Regions from separate parts of the Zea mays genome. Here region 2 is linked to region 1. The links are chromatin contacts, called in public Hi-C maps. All regions are on one chromosome and are shown on one strand. Each heading gives the region's core, a stretch centred on a gene start, on an enhancer-like site or on the middle of the called end of the contact. The rest is flanking DNA. Distances are from core to core; before and after follow the strand shown.

Evidence for each region. Hi-C and Micro-C count contacts between places; a contact is called where the count stands out from the background.
Region 2: a Hi-C map of endosperm shows a contact between it and region 1, with 3 times the contacts expected there. The contact joins the promoter of LOC100274086 here to the promoter of LOC100280766 in region 1. A contact is called at or near these places in 5 of 25 Hi-C or Micro-C datasets (bundle sheath, ear, endosperm and 2 more).

The regions. Positions count from the first base shown.
Region 1 is chr5:168,290,358-168,293,057 of Zm-B73-REFERENCE-NAM-5.0, reverse strand. It overlaps LOC100280766 (Grx_C8 - glutaredoxin subgroup III), which reads left to right and starts at 1,330. Exons shown (of 1, transcript NM_001153687.1): 1 at 1,330-2,314. The coding sequence starts at 1,514. The coding sequence ends at 1,906.
Region 2 is chr5:168,898,267-168,900,966 of Zm-B73-REFERENCE-NAM-5.0, reverse strand. It overlaps LOC100274086, which reads left to right and starts at 1,342. Exons shown (of 15, transcript NM_001148465.1): 1 at 1,342-1,381; 2 at 1,913-1,978; 3 at 2,253-2,532; 4 at 2,609-2,700. The coding sequence starts at 1,933.

The sequences.
Region 1 (2,700 bases), core at 81-2,580:
CAAATCTTCCAACAATTCTTCAGGAATGCCTTCGCTTTGCAGTGATAAAGACAGGCTAGCTGTGCCACGGAAAAGTGGCATCCGCAAAGGCGAGGGGGGACAAAGGGACATCTACGTGATGTAATACACTTGCAGTGTTCCGGCAATGGCATGAAAAGCCTAGCGTTCGATTCATCCAGTTGCCTGTCTCCATGCAGCACGACATAATGGGATTGGCGGAACAGTGCTGTTGGACAAATCTTTGCAGATGCTGGGAATAGTTTTTTTAAAAAATTTCCGACGTGGATTATCAAACCATCTAAAAAAAAGAACTCAATTCCGAGACAATAAAGCCTATGGAACAAAGGAAAATTTCTTGAATGCTGCGTTTTTTCTGTGTTTTTGAACTAATTCCTATAAAATTCCTATATCATTATCATGAAATTCCTGTATTCTAAAGGAGACTTTTTGCATCTGTACATACGTGCATGGAGTATAATTTGACATTTTCACAACGATTTCCATTGTAATTTGTCACAAAATATACATATTCATCTGAGTCTGATGAAGTTGGTCGAGCATATAACAAATTTGTAGCTTAGGGAAGTAAGAATATGTGCATGTCATCTGCTCCAAAAAGGAATAAAATCCTAGTTCAACGCACAATGGCTCCATAGGAGGAACCTCACACGTTTCCGCTGAAGCTGAGAGGGTGTTTGGGAACGATGTTTTTTCACAATTTTAGAAAAATACTGTAGTATTTTCAAATACTACATTATTATATTATATATAGAATGGTGTTTTTCAAAATTGAAGTATTACAAGTGATATAGTTATTTTAAAGGTATTCTAAACTTAGATTTAGAACTTAATTTTTAAAACTGTAATATTTTAAACTGTGCTATCGTCATTACTAAAATACACAGCAGTATTTCAAAAATTATTGTTATCAAAAACTTTGTTCCAAACAGGGCATGAGATGTTTCACTTCTTTCCAAGCTAGGACGACTCCATGTTCTCTATTTGCATGTCCCAACATCCAACATAAACTAATTATTACGGCCAAACCGAAGATCATTACTTCTCGGTGACTGGTGGTCACTACAACTAACTACAGTATCAAGTTACTGCTCCTGCTAGTCTGAGATCATCACATCATCAGACATCGGACAATAAAATAAGCACTAGTGGCAAACAAGAAAGAGAGGAAATTTGGCATTCGCTTAGGACCCCCAAAAGACCTCATTGGCTTGGAAGTGCTTACCCTTCCTTCCCTGCCTCCCCTAAATTACCAAACCACCCCCTCCTTTCCTCTATATATATGCATCTTTCACATCCTGCTAGCTCATCACTCACCAAGACTCCAAGCACTCACCTCCTCAGCTCATTGCCAGCCTTTGGTTCCTTCCAGCTAGCAACCGGACGGCCAGCAAGCCAGCAGACTAGTAGCTCTTCTCAGTTCTCACACCTACTGTGTCTGTGTGTGCTCGCCTTTAGCGGCAAGCGACCCACCCCCCTTCGGTAGCGAGCGACAATGCAGTACGCGGCGGCGGAGCAGGCGTGGTACATGCCGGCGACCACGACGATGATGGCGGAGAGCGCGGTGGCGCGCGTGGAGCGGCTGGCGTCGGAGAGCGCGGTGGTGGTGTTCAGCGTGAGCAGCTGCTGCATGTGCCACGCCGTGAAGCGGCTCTTCTGCGGCATGGGCGTGCACCCGACGGTGCACGAGCTGGACCTGGACCCGCGCGGACGAGAGCTGGAGCACGCCCTCGCCCGCCTCATCGGCTACGGCCCCGCCGGCGCGCCCGTCGTCCCCGTCGTCTTCATCGGCGGGAAGCTGGTCGGCGCCATGGACCGGGTCATGGCCGCGCATATCAACGGCTCCCTCGTCCCACTTCTCAAGGAGGCCGGCGCGCTCTGGCTCTGAACTGTAGGCAGGCCGCGCGCCATTGCTGGTGACTCGTGTGCCAACAGGCTACGCAGCTTCTTCCGTTGTCTAAGTTAGTTCCTTGTTGCTGTAGAACCTGATGTCACTTGCTGCAAGCTAATCAAACTACGTACTAAGCTACGGTGATAGGAGGATACATCCATGGACAGGGCCGGATGGTGGTAGATCAGTGATGCATCGGATTGGGCTTAATGTGTGTGAGTAGTGTGTGCAAGAGAGAAGAGAGGCTGGTACCGTGTGTGTGCTTTTTTCTCACTACCTACTGCCTCCGTCGGTGTTTGTGTGTGCGTGCATGTGGTGTTTGACGCATGCGCTGGATTTGCTTTGCTTGGGGTGCTACACTGTTACCACCACTGTTGTTTAATTTGATATCCTTTAATTTTAATACCTTGTTTCCTCTCACTTTTATGGGTGTATGTCTTTGCCTACTGATGTCTGTCTGTCTCTTGGTTCTGGATATTGTGATTGGATGGCTGAGACTTATGCAATTTGTGATTTACTCATCTCTTAACCTGTTGTTGGCCACTAGTAATTAAACTATATATTTTGATTATTTATTTACATTCTTTATCGTATTTTATGAAATATATTTTTTGTAGTATGTTTATTTAAAGATATAAATACTATCAATGGTTTATATAAATCTAGACAAATTGAAAAGAGTTTGACTAGCACAAAAAATTATACGCCACTTAAAAAGTGATGGAGAGGGTATGTCAGAACTCATCAATTGTGTCAAATGACGTGCGACAAGTATTTTGTCAGGAATATTT
Region 2 (2,700 bases), core at 93-2,592, 610 kb before region 1:
TCCCTAGGTGATGACAGATATAGTTCCGAAGGATAAGAAGTAAACCTAGACTAAAGGAAAAATGATGATATAGATAATCAACACCTCAAACAAGACACTATAAGACATATTGAAGACATACAAGAACATGCTTTGTCCAAGACATAAGAAGGAAGGAGCCCAGATGAAGACACATGAAGAAACAAAGAAAGAACATGGTGCTTGGTAGCACCAGATGTGTTTGGTAATGCACCGAATATAGCACCAAATATGAGAGCATTGTGTCAAAGGAGGGATACTGTAACTGGGTATAACGAACATGTAGGTGCACACCAAATCCCACTCACTGTCATTTTCTGTGGGGTGCTGGATAGGGTACTTAGAGAGGAGTGCAACATGTTGGGGAGGTTCATAAGGCACTAAACATGTCTGGTGAAGCATCAAATACCCCACATCGGACAAGATACTTAGAGAGGTTGCATCGTATATTAGAGAGGGCCATAGGAGACGAGCAGTCTCATCTTCTCACTGATGATGGGAGCCATTAGCAATTTTGCACTATCATTTGTGGGCTTCGCTAGTATGCCATCGGTTCACAAATCATAGACACAGAAGGTCCCACCAGTCATAGACACGGGATGATATAATAACAGAAAGTCAAAACTGAGAGTGGAAAAATAGCAACTCCTGATGATGGACGAGAGAAAGACCATTAAAAAATACTTGCTCCACATTGACAAGGGCTCCATACATTATAGAGATTAGTCGTTGAGTAAGTCTATGAACGTTTCATAGTTGGTTTCAAAGAAACTGAATCGAAATAGAGAGTGAAAACTATGAATAAAGAAGACTTGTGAATTGAAGACGAAAGTGTGTGAATGAATATAATTATCCTCTGTTTATAGAATACATTCAGTTTTCTTTAGATTTCTACGTCAGAGTAATAATGGCTCACACCCATCGCGTCGGTCTTTACCAATACCGACCGGGCTCACCCCACTACCATCGACACAGCCGCATCAACCGATCGGCAGGGCAGCCAACCGGCCGGGCCAATCACTCGCAGCTGCAGTGGCTGGCGGTCTGGCACCGATCGCCGGGAGTGACACGGCAGCGATCATACCGACCGCGGGCAACAGCCAGCTCCTCCCGTCCTCGGTCCACGCCACGGTCCTTCATCTCCAAAGTCAAACTGGTCGAAGAAGAAGAGCCGTTTATGGCATCCTTCCGTTACCAGCTGCGGCCATCGTGCGCGCCTCTCACCATTTGGGCCCCCGCGCACTCCGCCCCGCGACGAGCGCGCCACCACCCCCGCCTCTATTTCTTTAGCATCGCCGCCCCCAAGCCATTTCTCTCCAGCATCGCCGCCCCCCCTCTCCGCCTCAAGGCTCTCCTCTCGGAGGTACGTGCGCGCCCCTCAGTTCCGATCTAGCCGTTCTATGGGGAATCACGAGCGTTTCTGTTGGTACATTGGCCTCACTCAAGGCCGCTTGCGTGTTCTTCCTTCTCGTGCTCTGTTCTATGCACACGTTCTAGGTTTTGATCCCATCATTGCTAATCGTCAGGTATCGACAGATTATCTCCTCGATGCGAGGGAGAAAACACACTACTTATCTAGTCTCAACTGCACACAAAGAGAAAGAGCCACCCTAAAAAATCAATGCTTTTGATCCTACCACTTGGCATTGAATCAGATTATATCTGGTGCATTATCACCACACTGAAATATTAAACGCATTATTCTTCAAAATTGATCATCTGTGCCAACATAGCATTTGATCGATGCAACGGCGATGATGTTTTTAAGTTTTTATTCAGACTTATTCAAGTAGTGTAAGTGAATTGTCCACTTTTTCCATCAGCATAACCTCTCCGATTAGCCTGGTAGGTGCATGGAATGGAACTCAATACGACCTCTTCTTTCTTTTATCAGGTCTGATAGGCAACCCAATAATGGCAGAAGTCCTATCAGGATCTCATGAACACCGTCTAAGCTCTGGTGAGTATGCATATAATTAAATGACATGACCATTCTCTTGCTGACTGAGATGGATAATATATTGCAACAGTACTTTCTTTCTTTCTTTGCCCTCATAAAAAAACTTGTGATATTCCTGTAATGTCTGATTTTTTTATTGAAACGTTGCACTTATGGCAACACATTTTTGTTTTCCCCAATAATCATGGACAATTTAGCATAATCCATGCAAGTCAAATTCAGTCCCCGAAATTAAACTTCACAGAATTGACTTATCTAGAAATGATATCTGCAGCCTTAGATGGACACTACGACGAGAAGAGGAAATCCAATGTGGAATACACAGAGGACGAGAAGAAAGCCGTGATCGCGGCTCTGAAAAAGAAGGCTTTGAGCGCCTCACAGAAGTTTAGGCATTCCATGAAGAGGGGGAGGAAGAGCAGCAAGGTGATGTCCATCTCGATTCTGGATGAGCGTGAACCTGAGGAGGTGCAGGCTGTGGATGCCTTCCGCCAGCTTCTTGTACTTGAAGAGCTGCTACCATCGCAGCATGATGACTACCACATGATGCTAAGGTATGTGATATAGTAAAGGATTGTATGATTGCATTTTCATGTGTGGTAGCATTGCTGAAAGTTTGGGATCATGAAGATTTCTCAAGGCAAGAAAGTTTGATATCGAGAAGGCAAAGCAAATGTGGTCTGATATGCTGAAGTGGAGAAAGGAGTTCGGTGCAGATACCA